Regions from separate parts of the Gossypium arboreum genome. Here all the other regions are linked to region 1. The links are chromatin contacts, called in public Hi-C maps. All regions are on one chromosome and are shown on one strand. The core of a region is the stretch at or near the end of the contact, and the rest is flanking DNA. Distances in the headings are between cores, read along the strand shown. Region 1 holds the start of LOC108473922 (SAP-like protein BP-73). Region 2 holds the start of LOC108485651 (high mobility group B protein 1-like). Region 3 holds the start of LOC108484678 (calmodulin-binding receptor kinase CaMRLK).

Evidence for each region. Hi-C and Micro-C count contacts between places; a contact is called where the count stands out from the background.
Region 2: a contact with region 1 is called in a Hi-C map of leaf, with 3 times the contacts expected there. The contact joins the promoter of LOC108485651 here to the promoter of LOC108473922 in region 1. A contact is called at or near these places in 2 of 5 Hi-C or Micro-C datasets (both in leaf).
Region 3: a Hi-C map of leaf shows a contact between it and region 1, with 2.5 times the contacts expected there. The contact joins the promoter of LOC108484678 here to the promoter of LOC108473922 in region 1. A contact is called at or near these places in 2 of 5 Hi-C or Micro-C datasets (both in leaf).

Annotation. Positions count from the first base shown.
Region 1 is chr6:30,266,696-30,271,813 of ASM2569848v2, reverse strand. It overlaps LOC108473922 (SAP-like protein BP-73), which reads left to right and starts at 2,994. Exons shown (of 3, transcript XM_017775746.2): 1 at 2,994-3,174; 2 at 3,648-3,983; 3 at 4,278-5,067. The coding sequence starts at 3,072. The coding sequence ends at 4,618. LOC108473924 (a long non-coding RNA gene) reads right to left here and starts at 2,646. Exons shown (of 2, transcript XR_008284222.1): 1 at 2,349-2,646; 2 at 1,933-2,258. It overlaps LOC108473923 (60S ribosomal protein L11-like), which reads right to left. Exons shown (of 5, transcript XM_017775747.2): 5 at 4,756-5,093. The coding sequence ends at 4,895.
Region 2 is chr6:30,766,439-30,771,556 of ASM2569848v2, reverse strand. LOC108485651 (high mobility group B protein 1-like) reads left to right here and starts at 2,943. Exons shown (of 1, transcript XM_017789504.2): 1 at 2,943-3,974. The coding sequence starts at 3,101. The coding sequence ends at 3,817.
Region 3 is chr6:29,821,910-29,827,027 of ASM2569848v2, reverse strand. LOC108484678 (calmodulin-binding receptor kinase CaMRLK) reads right to left here and starts at 2,248. Exons shown (of 2, transcript XM_017788558.2): 1 at 589-2,248; 2 at 1-322. The coding sequence starts at 1,975.

The DNA.
Region 1 (5,118 bases), core at 1,745-4,244:
ATGACAATCATGCCTTTGAGTTAGTAAAATTGCCAAAAGGTAAGAAAGCTTTGAAAAATTAGAAGCTTTACAAGTTGAAGCAAAAAGAGAATTCCACTCCACAATACAAAGCTAGATTGGTCATCAAGGGTTACAGTTAGAAAAATAGGATTGACTCTGAGGAAATATTTTCTTTGGTTGTGAAGATGTTCTCTATCAAAACTATATTAAGTTTGTCAGCTTATTATGACTTAGAGGTTGAACAGATGGGTGTGCAAAATGCTTTCTTTCATGGTGATTTGAAGGAAGAGCTTTACTTGGAACAACTAAAGGATTTTTTTTTCACAAGGGAAACAGGATTGCATGTACAGATTGAGGAAGAGTTTGTATGGAATGAATCAAGTTCCAAGTTAATGGTACAAGAAGCTTTAAGTTTATTATGGGGAACATGGCTACAAGAAAAACATGGCTACAAGAAAACTACTTCTAATTATTGTGTTTACGTTTAATGATTCTCTGGTGATTATTTCATTACCCTATTGGTTTATGTTGATAATATGCTTATTGTTGGTCATAATACTTCTAAAATTGCCATTTTGAAGCAAGAGTTGAGTAAGTCCTTTGCGATGAAGGATCTAGGGCCAACTAAGCAAGTTATTAGCATTAGACTAACATGTGATAGAGTGGCCAAGAGTAATGGTTATCATAGGAGAGGTACATTGAAAAAGTACTTCAAAGATTTAATATGGATAGAGCTAAGATGGTGAGCACTCCCTTTACTATGTAGTTTGAGTTGAGTGTCAAGTAAAGTCCATCAATAGAGAGAGAAAGAGGACATGTGAAAAGTTCCTTACTTTTTTTTCAATGGGTAGTTTGATGTATACAATGGAGTGTACGAGACTGAACTTAGCCTATGTGATTGGTACTATTTGTCGATTTATTTCTAATCTAGGCAAAGAGCATTAGAATGCAGTAAAATGGATTAAGAGATATCTTTGAGGCACTTTCAACTTGAAACTTTATTTCGACAAGGAGAAGCCTATCCTAGTTGGATATACAAATTCAGAGATGGTTAGAGATATTGACTTGAGATGATCTACTTCAAGTTAATTGATCACTTTTGTTGGGGAAGTTGTGACTTGGCAATCTAGATTCCAAAAATGTGTTGCTTTATCCACTACTGAGTCTGATTTATTGTAGCTACAGAAACATGCAAGGAGTTGCTTTGGATGGAGACGTTTGTGCAAGAAATAAGCTTTGCTAAAAAGAGCTATGTCTTGTTTTGTGATAGCCAATGTGCTATTCATCTTAGTAAGAATTTGACTTTTCATGCTCGGTCTAAACATATCAATGTGAAGTATCATTGGACACAAGAAATTCTTGATGCTAAGTTGATAGAGCTTAAGAAAATTTACATTGATGATAATAGTGCGGATATGTTGACCAAGGATTTACCAAAGGGAAGTTTGAAGCTTGTTGCTTGGTATGGCGAACACCTCCACATAGTGAGAAAGAGAGATTTGTTGGGTATAGGGCCCCATGTGTTCCACTATGTGTGGGAAGACCATAACCCTGTGACCTATTCTTTTTAAAGAGGGAAACAACATTTTTTGCGTGTAAAAAGTGTGTGCCAACAAATTAAAAAGAAAAAGAGAAACGAAAAAATACAACTTTATTCAACAACTACAGTTTTGATCAACTATTGATTGAGGTTCTATCAAATGTTTGTTTATAATGATTTTTGGGTTGTAGTTTATAGACTAAGGATCTCAAATGTGTTCACTAGGATTTTCCATACAGGTATTATAACTTCAGGTTTTCGTTTATCAAAGTTAACCCATTTTTTGTGATATTCTCAACTTTTCTCTTAAAGTTTGCCTGAAATTATTTGTTAATAGCCTTGTTTGAGTTGTATACTCTTTATTCTAGCTTGGTTGTGATTTTATAGCAAGATTTTGATAATAATGATTTTTCAGTATCATAAATCCAACTGTAAAACAGTAATAATTTAGTAACATTCAGCCCAGCATCGTTCCATTGGCATCCTTCTATAAAACCTGATTTACTTTTAGTACTACAACTTTGATTATCATCCGACTAGGGTGCAGCTTGGGTCCGTTTCTTAAACCCTTCCTGCTGATCTTCTCTCTCATTTTCTCCACTTCAACATTTTTACCGCAGCATAGATATTAGCTAAAAGTGCATAGTAATAGTATCCAGTAGTTTCGGGTTTGCAACTCTCTCAGCTAGTTTAACACCATGGTACGTAAATCCTGCAACTACATAGAAGAGCTGCCCAAATTGTGGCATCTGGTCTGAATTCTTATAGATATTATTTTCAATTAATTCATATGCGTTTGAAAGTTTACCACACATGAATGTTGCAATCATTTCTCACTATGTAGAAGAATCCCCAATCTTCCTCAAGTAATCCAGAATGGCTCCTAGCATGCAGTATAGAAATGAAATGAAGGATCCTTCATTAGACTCCATGCCGCATCCCTTATATCGTTTTAGGTAGTAGCAAAACCTTCATTTGCAAACACAGGCATGCCATGCCCAACAACTATCAATGTCCATGAGACTTTATCTGTCTAAGAAATCATATCAAAAGATTAAACATGCAAGACCTACAACTCTCCACAGTTGAAGAAAACCCCTCCACGCTTCCTTTAAGTCCCACAATTTGCATATCATTGAGCATAGGATTTAAAGGCAACAGCATCGTTAGAAATAATCTTTAACTTGGTAATCGGTGGATTTTTCCAACATGACCTCAAAAACTGAAAAAAAGACTGGGTTTTTGAAGAAGATTTGAAAAGTTTTAACTAAGGTTTTGGGTTTTGATTTAGAAGCGAGAAAGACAAGTTTGGGGGAGTATTAGCCATGGAAAAACGGGAAGGTTTCAAGCATAAAAGCTAACAGTTAGATGATTCGTTTGGCACGTGATGTGCACGCTCACAGAAAAATAAATAAATAAAATTGTGGACCAGCAAATTCAGGAATTAATAAAATTATTAGAACTTACAGCGTATAGGATATAGCTCGTGGATCCAATTGCATTTGGAATCTGAAATTTTTGCAAGCAAAACATGGCTGCTGCTATTCTTTCCTTTCAGTCCCTATCTCGTTTCGCTCCTTCTTTCCCTTTCAACAAGCAACTTAAGCTGAGAAAGCCTGTTTTATCTCTCACAGGTAATAAGTTTTCGCCATGGCCTTTTATCGTTTCATATTTCTCATAAATCCCATCTATTCGTTGCAATATTTTTGTTGTACCTTGTGTATTAAGGGATCTGCTAATAACTCCCTGTATTTGAAGCTTATCATTTGGTAGAGATCTGGGTGTTTTGTCTCCAAAGTACTTGTTTTCTGTTTGAATCATCTCTGCATGAATTTGATCGACTTGAGATTTCTAACATTATGGCATTTCAGCATGCAAATACTTAACTGTGTTGGCCTGTCTCTTCAACTTTGCAATGTAGATTTGCATATTGTTTCAATACTTCCTCTCTTTGTTAAATTCGGTGACATGACATATATGTCGTGGTTCAGTTTCCACATGGAATTACGATTATAAACACATGAATCTGTCGTTCCTGGTCCGTCTGAAATTTCATAAACTAGAAACTGAGGGATCATTTGTTGATGCAGCTTATTAAATTTGGCAGAGATTGCAGATAAGTCTATGCCCTTTAGCTCACTTAACCCAACTCTTTCAAGCATAACATCTGATGGCAACACAAAAGGAAGCGGTCCAAAGAAAAGTTCTAATAATGCCCCAGGAAGTAAGGAGATTGATGAAAATGAGAAATCATCTCGTGCCATTAAAGCACCTAAATCGTCCAGTAAGGAAGAGATGATTGCTCTGTTTAGAAGGATACAATCTTCAATCTCCAAGGGTAAGCCTGGAAGGGCTAAGTCTGAAAGTTTCAGCTCATCCGAGGATAAGTCCACAGCTGAATCAGTTATGGATGTTATTCGCGAATCAAGAATGAATGTCAAAGGTAACGTGCTTTGGCATCCAATTCCATACAGTTTTAAAGCATTCCAGTTTTTTCAAACATAATTGTTACCAACACACATGCACTATGTTGAGGTCTGGTAAGGATAGTCACTGTTCTAGTGATTGGAATGCCTGCAAGAAAGCGAAACAAGAGTCAGATAGGCATCTTAGGATTGGCATAGACAACCAGACCATCCTTACCAGACCTCAAAACGGACAAAGAAATTGAAGCTTTAATTCCTTGATGTGTCAAAATGGTCACCGCAAAAACTTATATATTTTACAATTTTGGCAGACACTAGATCAAAAAAGGGTACCAAGGCATTGAGATGGAGAAGTAGCATCTCTAAGATAAGTAGTGTGGAGAAGAAAGCTACTGTAGAAACCGAGGAGTTCAATTTATCAAGGCCACCATCTAATTTTATAAAGAGATCGCCAATACCACACCCAACAGCACCAAGAACAAAGACCCCTGAGAGGAGCAATGAAGTGGTATCCATCGATGGGAGGGGCTCAGAGTTGGCAAACATGGAGAAACTAAAACTTTCAGAGTTGAAAGAACTAGCAAAAGCCAGAGGAATCAAGGGTTACTCCAGATTGAGGAAGACTGAACTTCTTCAATTGTTGATGTCATAAGGAGACAGAACCGCCCCCCCCCCCTTTTTTTTCTGTAATAGCAAATGCTAAGCCTTACTCTTATTTCCGCAGCTCCAATTCAAAATACTTGAACAGAGAAAGGCATTCTCCAATTGCATAAAAACTGATAAATGTAATAAACCAACAAGGAAAGTACTTTGGAATTTCAAGTCAATCATATATCTCTCCGGTAAAACAAAAAAACCGATACGGTAAATAGTCAAAATCAAATAACCAAAACTTCAAACAACTCAACTGATCTTGTAAATGCTACCCCTAAGCTCCAATATTTTGAGACTTGTTAAGGATGACACCTTCATATTTGACCTGGAACCATTTCATGGCATCCTCCTTAGTTACTCTGTGCTGAATACCAACACGTGACTTGCACCTGCGACGACGACCAACGCGGTACCCAGCTCGTTCCAGGACAACATAAAAGTCCATACCGTAGATACCAGTTGAAGGGTCGTACCTAGAAAGAGGACAAGGGTTACAAT
Region 2 (5,118 bases), core at 1,694-4,193, 500 kb before region 1:
CTTACCGAATTCAAAAGGGTAAGACATTTTCCTAAAAGAAGACCTCATTTTCCCAACTTATGTAAAATATTTTACCGTAGGAATTTATTTTCACCCAACCAAACATCAGAAAAGCCTGAAAAGCTTTTACGGAAAAGCTTTTAGAGGTTACCAAACGGAGCCTAAATTAGTAGACTCATTCTTAATATAAATTGAATGAAAATATAATTTAAGTCAAATGTACAGAGAAAGGGATATGAACAAAAATGGCTAAATTCAAAAAGTAGATATTTGAATACAATACCTCAACCACACATCCAGAGTACTTATCCACTGAAACGAATCAATTACTTAACAAAATGCCAACAACCTTAATTCAAAAACAGAAAGTAACTACTAACTCAATTTCTTCTAACCAGATTTTTGGGATGAGACAATAAGAACAATAAAAAAACAAAAAACACCTAAAACACCCAAGAAAATGATACCAAATGATACAGATGAGAGTGAATAAGTGCAAAACAAGATTATAAAGTTTATCCAAGTTACGAATTTGATTTAGGGCTTCAGACGTTTAAAAAGAAATTTGGATTTTGACACAACTTGAAACACAATCGAATCCAAGTCAGATAAAACAATTAAAATAAATAAATAAGATAAATCAAATATTAAAATAATAAAGAAAGAAAATAAATAAGATAGATGGAAAAGATAGAATGTGGCATATAAAAGTCCTAAGAAGCCTTAAAAATAAGAAGAATCCACAACTCCCTTCAAGCAGATCTAATTTCCCCTCCAAGGAAGAAAACTTGCCAAGAAAAAATTTGAAGATGATCCCCACAATCTGAAAAGATTGTTAAAACTCTTCTAAAAAAAGACTTAAGAGAAATTCTTGAAAAGAAAAACTCAAAGAATTTATGAACTCAAAAGAAAAGTTGTTGAATAATAATCAGTTGCTTCTTTGTGTTCAATGTAAAGGCCTTTATATAGACTAGCTAAATAAGTCTAAATAAAACTCTTAAGTATGCTAGAACTCTAATTAACCTAAAGAAGAAGTAATTTTAAACTAAACTTTCTTGTTGACATAAAACTTCTAAATAACTTAAAATACATAATAAGAGTTGATAAATACAATATTGAGCTCATATATAATAAAGATTGAGCCTAAAACCCAAACCCAATATGATTTAAACTCAAATTAAATCTCAAAACTCGTAACTTCTATAATAATCCCATCTAGAAATATTGCTCGCATAGTCTCAACTAAAACAATCATAACTTAAGTTCCCGAACTCAAAATTGAGTGATCTTAATCTAGAAATTCTTGGATCCTATCCAAAAATTTATCACAAGTTGAATAATCTTTTCAGCTTGAAAATCGACAACTTGGTTAAAATGACTTTAATGCATTTCACCCATTCCATGCATGCATCATTCCTCTTTTCCTTGAAAAGATTCATCCTCACATATTGGCTTTGATCGAATCTTGGTTTAATTTGTTTGACCTTTGACCTTGTTGTTTGTCTTAAAGTAGTTTAAGCCCATCACATTCATGGGCCTAAAGAAACTCGTATCCAGTTTCTAATATTATAAAATCAAATAATTATTTCAAATATCATTATTATTTTTATACGTAAAATATTTTAAATATAATTGTTTTTCACTTACATTGTAGGTATGGTAAATTATAAATTTATAAAATCAAATAATTATTTCAAATATAATTATTTTTAGTAAATAAATTTTTATATGTTAAATATTTATTTTTCGATTTATATCATGAGTGTGGTAAATTTTAGTATTATATATTTTGTGTGTGTATTTGAAATAATTATTTAAAATATTTCACATATAATAATAGTGATATTTGAAATAGTTAATTGAAATATTTCACATATAAAAATAATGGTATTTAGAATAATTATTTAAAATATTATACATATAAAATAATAATGACATTCAAATAATTATTTGATTTTATAATATTAAAATTTACTATACTCATAGTACAGATAAAAAATATTCGACATATAAAAATTATATAAAAATAAAAAATTGTTGATACTCTCTTCAAAAGAAAATATATTTAATTTTATGATGATATATATATTTTAATATGGTTTCATTATATAACATATTTATTATTCTGTTTATATAAATAAAAATATTTTTAATATAATGAAATATATTTATAATTACACATTTATTATATATATAAATAAAAATTATTAATTAAAAATAAAATAACTTGAAAATAATATGTTTATTAATTAAAAATATTAACTAAATATGAAAAATAAATAGAAAAAACTTGAATCAACATGAAATTAAAAATAGTGCTTAAGATAGGAATCAAACTTGAGATGAAAATAGTAATACGTGACCATCTCATTAAGAGGGTTGACATGTCAAAAGAATTAAGATAGGATTCAAACTTTGAGATAAAAATAATAATACGTGACCATCTCATTACGAGAGTTGACATGTCAAAAAAGTATCTTTCGTAAAAAGTATTTTTCAAAAATATTTTTCCAAGATACCTTTTGTCACATTTACAATCCGTCTATTTCTTTAAATAATCAAAATTTTAACTTATATTTTAATTTTTCTTAAAATCAACACATACTCGTCACTTTGCGTATAATTATTCTTATTAAAAGTAAAAATATAAAATCAAGATAAATTATTAAAACATATTTAACTTCTAAATAAATAATAAAAATTCCTATCCGGGCAAGAAAAATAAAATTCCCTAAAAGATGTACGATAATATGTTTCACCTCACGCAATAATTCTTCGCTTTTGTGACTTTGCTTCTTCTTAAAGCCACGTTAAGTCCGCAGGTTCCGAATCACTTTGTCTTCGAGGAAAAAGCAATCCACTCTCGTAGTCGGACAGAACATAAATAAAACAAAATTAATAGCATACTTAATTATTTATAAATTCAATGTCTTGTTACCATAATACCCATTTCGTTGGTTGAATTGTTTCTTATTTATATACATGTTTAAGTGTATTATGGTCACATACAGGGTCTATATTAGGCTTAAGGTCTGAATTAAACCATAACCTCACAATTTCCGGAGAGTATCTTCATTCGTTTACTTTTGAGGTGACTTTAATGGAAATCGAAGAGATAATGAATCTCTTCGATTCATGTTGGTTTGAGATGGAAATCTTAAAGAAACAGACATCTCAATCAACATCTACGAGTTTTGAGCCAAAACCAGATCGCAAAACTGAAGGGAACTCGTCAAAACCAGAGCTTAAACGCACCCAAAGTACTCTCCATTCAAGATCCATGAGTGATCAATTGAGCTTAAATAGAACAAGCTTCGTAAGTTCTTATGATTCTTTCTCACCAGACTCAGTTCTCCACTCACCAAATCTCCATAAAACCATCTCAGGCAAAGAAATCGCAGAAGAAGAATTGAAAGAAACTTGTAGTAATATGAGATTTACGAGAAGAAAGAAAGGTAGGAGGAGTAAGAGCTTGTCAGAGTTGGAGTTTGAAGAGTTAAAAGGGTTTATGGATCTTGGCTTTGTTTTCTCAGAGGAAGATAATAAGGATTCAAGGTTGGTTGAGATAATTCCAGGGTTGCAAAGATTAAGAAGGAAAGAAAGTCAAGAAGAAGATACCCAAGAAGCAGATGACGATGATGATGATGATGATGATGATGAAGTTTCAAGGCCTTACCTTTCAGAAGCCTGGAAAGTTTCAGAAAGAAGAAAAACAAACCCATTGATGAATTGGAGAGTTCCTGATTTGGGTAATGAGATTGACATGAAAGACAGCCTTAGATGGTGGGCTCATACTGTTGCCTCTACAGTCAGATGAGAAGAAGAACTGAATTCATAGCTTCCAATTTCCAAGTTTTGGGTTTTTTTTTTTTTTTTTCCGTGAGAATTAAATGATTTTTGCCGTCAATTTTCTTTGCGTGAGTTAAACTGTAAAAAGAAAACAAACAAATAAATAAAATATATGTTTCCGGTAACGACCGATGATATACCAGGTCTTTAGTTTGTTAGAAGATTTTTTTTTTTACAAATTATGTTATTTTTCAAGGTGAAAATATTAGATTATTCTCTATATTATATATAAGCTGTAACTTTAATTTTTTCTATTCTAATTCCATCAATTTATTATCGACACTTTTGAGTTTTTCTATTCTTCATGTAGTTTTTATTTTTAAAATTTAAAATTTTAATATTTATTAAAACAATAATCTTTAAATTTATTAATTAAAATGAGTGTTTTTTTAACATTTTATTAAAATCACAAATTATTTTACCATTATACATGTAAATTTATGTTTGTCAATATAAAATTTTAAAAATAATACAATTTAATTTAATAAATTTAACTATTATTATTTAAATTTAATGAAAAATTACAATAACTATATAATCAAGTAAAAGTTAAGAGATTTTTACTTTTTATTTTATTTTGTAGATTCGATCATGCTCAATTAGAGTTTAATGTAGCTACGAAATATTCGAATCCACCCATAATCGTAGCCCAAAGGAGGAACGAGTCTAAGCTTGTTGATGTTATCGCCAACCAAAGTAGATAGTTGACTTGTATCTTATGTATAAGACAGGAACTTCCGATTAAAAGATATCTCCAATATTTGTCCCATATCTTTGTCCGAAAATGAAGGTAAATTTTATATATTTTTTATAATTTCTTATTAGTAGTTGATATTCGTCATGTTGCATTAAAAATAAATTAAATGTTGAGGTAAGCTTCTTGTACATAAATAATAATAATAATAACAATAGTAATAATAATCATAATACTGCACTTCATGTGATGTTTAACTCTTCAACGAACAGAAGCGGCTATTGCTTTACTTGGAAGTTAGAATTTGGTAGCACGTTATTTGATTTTAGATTTAGCCGGTCCATATTTAGGTTATAAATAAATTCAGTTTGAATAAATATAGTTCTTGTTTGGGTTTATTTGTTTATTTATTGTTAGGTTTATGTTAAGATTTTTAAAATTGCATTCAAGTTTGTCCAGTTAAATTATGTGCATGTTTATGTTTGTGTTAGGCTTAATTTTTTGTTATTTTTAATTTATAAATTAAATTGCATGCGATTTATTTTGCTTATTTTAAATTGTTGAGGGCGTGACGG
Region 3 (5,118 bases), core at 999-3,498, 440 kb after region 1:
CACCCAATGTTTCTTATCCCGAAATCGGATATCCGAGGTTCCAGGTTGTCAGAGAGAAGAATATTGGAAGCCACCAGGTGGCCATGCCTCGAACCTACGTGATGCAGGTATGCCACCCCACGAGCAACTCCAACCGCGATGCGGTGGCGGGTCAGCCAATTCGTTTTATCCGGCGAAGATGTATGGGACCCGATTCCGTTGTGCATATCCCAAGTGTCGGTGCTCCAATCCTCCACGTTGGGCGCCCCCGTTGGGAGCTCATGTAACCAACGGTGTAAATCCCCGTTTGCCAGAAATTCATACAACACCAGCTTCTCCTTACCTAAAAACATTATAAATATTTAAATAACTAACGTGGAAGCTGAAGAAAATGTAATGCATAGATAGAATTGAAAAGAAGCGCCAAAGTTCACGAATGTCAAAGTATGTAATGATGCATGTTTTTCGACAGGACAAAATCACGACATCCCGATTGAAGTTTCCATATTTTCAAACAAACCCGTGAGACTATTTAATACGATAACATTTCGTTTAGTTAAAAAAACCAGAGATTAGAGATATAATAATAACAGTTTGGGTACAAGTTACCTGCAATGCAGTAACCGGAGAGAGGTAGCAAGTTAGGGTGTTTAAGCCTAGAAAGATGTTCAAACATGGCCACGGCTTCATCATGATCAATGTCTCTGGCGTGTTCTAAGACTTTGATCGCCACGTGGAGGTCCCCTGGAAGGACGGCTCTGTAAAGGGGCCCACATCGGCCTTCTGCAAGTAAAGATTCCTTGCCAAAATGTGACGTGGCGGCAATCAGGTCCTTGAAGGTGAAGTTCATCAATGGCTTAGCGGACATGATTACTGGTGCTGATGTCGGTTCTTTGATGTCTGCTACCCAGGATGAGCCCGATTCAGTCTCGAAAGAGAAGGGTCCTGATTTTTCGATCTTGAAATTTGGTTGGACAGGGTTGGAGATTGCCCATTTGTTTCTCTTCGCAAGTTTCTTTCTTCTATATGTGAAGAAGAAGCAAAACACAAGGGAAGCCAGTAGAAACCCTGATGAAGATGACAAACCAATGACCAAAGCTTTGGTCTTTGATTTGGGTTTATGTCTTTTGAGGGGTACATGTTTTTGAAAGACTTTGTGAGCTGGGGTCAAGGAATGGGTTTTAATGCGATGGTTTGGTGCTCTTTTTGAAGTATTGAAAACGAAATCCCCACCACGAATAAAAGCAGATTTGCCAAATCTTTGGAACTTGTCAAACCCAACTGAACCGATGAAGTGGTTGAGCGAAATGTTTAGGAACTTTAGGCTATTGACTAAAGGGAAATCAGAAGGGAAAGTACCATTCAGGGAGTTGTTTGATACATCCAAGTAATTCAAGGAACGAAGAGCTGAAATGGGCTTTACACTGCCCGAAATCTTGCAACTAGAAATATCCAGGTGCTGGAGCTTGATAAGTTTGGTGAACCCAGAAGGAAGAACACCAAGATGATTGTGGGAAAGGTCAAGAAATTGAAGGTTGGGAAAGCCAGAGAGTTTAACCAAGTTGGTGAACCTGTTATCCGAAAGGTTCAACACCTGCATCGATGAAGACGAACCATTTCCCGAGGTGGGTTCGAACCCAATACTCCCTCCAAACTTATTTCTCGCCAGACTAGCCTCAACGAGTGTGGGCATAGACCAAAACCAATCTGGAACAGAACCTTGAAGAGAATTGTTGGAGAGATCAATGGTGCGCAACTGTGAAACCTTGCGGAGAAATTTCCATGAAATGGTACCAGTTAAATTCTTTGAAGAAAAGTCGAGTACCTTTATTGGAGGATAAGAGCAGTTGGGGTCGTGGGATTTCAACCAAGAGATGTTGAACCCAGAGACTGATCTAAAAGCTTTAGAAACCAGTGCGTAGTCTGTACTGTTGCATGTAGATTGGGCCGCTACCACCAGGGAAAGGACAAGCATAAATCTGGCCACAACTTCCATTTCTTCACTTCAAGCTTCGACCTTTGGCTGCAGTTTTTCGCATGTCCACGCTTACACAAAGGTAGAAGAAGAGGAAGTGAATAATTATATGGAATAGATTGTCTTATACTACTTGACTTTTATCTTTATGGGTTAGAGGGAGGCAAAATAAAGTTTGTGAAGTAGGAGGAGATGCAAAAGTTAACGGCAGTGGGTGTACTATAAAGAGAGGAGGGAACAGTTAACGGTGTGTAATGTGTTAGACTGTTGATGGGGTTGACTGTATCTTATAGTCACGCCTCACTCATACTGTCACAAATATCACCAGTCGCTGATGCGCCCATTCCTCTGATTATACGATTTTACGGGAAGTACCACAAAATCCTCTCTAGATTACATTTTAGTTCTTTTATTGAATAAATTAGTCTTGTGCATGTTAAATGAGTGAAAAATACTACTTTTTTTAAAATTTGATATTTATATATAAGGTATAATAATAAATTTAATCATTAATTTTATACATTTATTCAATTTGACCTTTTCTCTTTTATCATAAGTAAATTAGAAAAATTGAAACTAATAAGATTAAATGGTCAAAAGGCTTTAATAACAAAATTGAAAAAAAATCAATTAAGCCCTTTAAAATTTAAAATTATTAAAAATCATAAAATTATTAAAAATTATATATATTTTAATTAAAAATAACAATACCAATGCATTAAAATCTAATGGTTATAATATATTTTTTAATATGTTGGCATTGTTTTTAATAAAATTTTAAAATTTTATAACATTTTATATAAATTTTGCTTGTAAATTTTAATGATTTTTAAAATTTTTAAAAGAGTTTAATTGATTTTTTTAAAAATATTGCTAATACCTTTTTACCCTTTAGTCTTATTAGTTTCAACAATTTATAATTTACTTCCAATAAAAGAGCAGGGTCAAATTGAATAAATTGTAAAGATTAAGGGTTAAAATTTTATTATACCTTAGATATAAACACCAAATTTTAATAGAAGGATCGTTTTGCTCATTTATTTAGTGTACAATGACTAATTTATCTATTTTTTAGTAAAGAAACTAAAATGTAACCTAAGATATGACAATGAGGTTTAATAGTACTTTTACCTCAACGAGTTGATCCTTTAAAATGAAAAATTATACATTTCAACTTTGAAAATTTTATAAAAGGATAAAATATAATTTACTACTAAAAATAAAATAAAATATTAATTTAATCATTTTAAAAATTATAAATATATGAGTATAGTAATAAAATTACATTTCAATTCTAATAAAAATATATAATTAAGTTTTGATCCTAAAAAACTTCATGCTTCAACTCGGACGGATAATTAGAATTCTCTCATAAATTTTCTTTATTAACCATAAAAGTAAAATGGACTTAGTATATACTTTAGTTCCAACCAAAACAAAATATGCATTTAGAACTTTACATCAAGGAAAAAGAATTAATATGTTGAAATTTTAAGAGAAAAAATAATTGTATAAATTAATTTTTATTGTGCATACATTATTCAGAGACTGCTTTGTTCAGACCAATGTCTCGTTTCTAAGCATGGCTACGCCAGACCAAGTCACTTCATTGGATAAATTTTGTCTGAGGAGATAAATATCATCCATCACTAATACATTTTATACTTACATCACACCAAGTCACCTTAACGACATAATGAGGAGACATTATCAGCTTAATGAGAAGATCTTCAAAAAAAAAAAAAAGCCAACACTTTACCCAAACTTCCACCAGTAACTCGCCTCTTTATTGTGTGAACCACTATTCTCTTCATCTTCGAATTTACTTCAGTTAGCTCAATATCATTATTGATTTACATTAGTTTGTAACTATTAGTATCAGTATTGATTATTTAAATTTCATTTACTTTTTTATCTTAATATTTTTTCTTCATAAATATATTTAAAAATAAAATAAGATAATTAATTTGTATAAATTAATTAATACTAAATTTTTATTCTCATATCAATATAAATATGTTCTTGGTACATATATTTACATGTATATGTGATATATGCTATATACTTGATCAAAAGACACTAGAAAATAAACTCTCTCTCTATATATGAAAAATATGAGTGGATTCCCCTTTTTGGATGATTGAACTGATCAAGAAGCAGTAGATGAGTACGAAGATGAGATAAAAGACAGAAGGTATGGGTGGGGAAGCATGCTTCAGCATTTGCAATACTACTTTCTTTATGAGGGGAGGTGTATTTTTTTTTTTTTTAGTAATTAGATTATCCTTTGTTGATAGTGTGATTAATTCTTTTAGATGCTTTTCAAAGAGTTAAATGATTGGTCATAATTTTTATGAGTGGAAATCAAACTCCCAATCATTACACTACACCTCATGGTTGCTATTTTGTTTGATATATGTGATAAACGGATCAATACAAATGCTGGGTGTTTGACTGTTCAAATGTATGAGGGTCTAGCTGTCCGAGAAATTAAAATAAAAAAAAAGAAGAGTTCAATTCCTCGTCAATACGGGCAAACAATGGTTCCCTTTAGATGAAACCCTCACGCGTAGGATCCATATTTGGGTCATTATTCTATTTCAGTGTTCCATTTTGGACATATATATAAGTATATGGTCTTAAAGCATCCGTTGTTCTATTTTGCTACCAATAAAGGGTCTTTGACCCTCAATTCATAAATTTTGCTTCTAACTTGCAATGCATTGAAGTAAGTCTGTATTTACCTCTTCCGTCTCTTATGGCCTCATTTTGTGCACAAGATTCATGCTTGTTTTCTCACTTTAGAAAACCTTCAAGGGATGAGCCGACAAGAATGAGCAAAACCCAATTATTTCAATTATAAATTTCGAGATTTCGTTTCCAATCCAATATGTTTATTATCAGATATTTTTAACATGAATTTATCGACTGCGCACGGTACAGTGGAATATATTTGTTAATGACTGGTTTCAGCTATCGTGCTACGTGCCTATTGGAATTACAACCTTTAACATCCAGTTAAAAAAACTAATGTTAAGAGTCCCAAAGAATGTGTGTGAAAACTAATGATGAAGAATATTTGTTGTTTGAGGAAATTTAAAAAATCCTTAACGAACCCCAACCACATCGCCATCCAGAAGCAATGGACAAATAAATAATTAAGG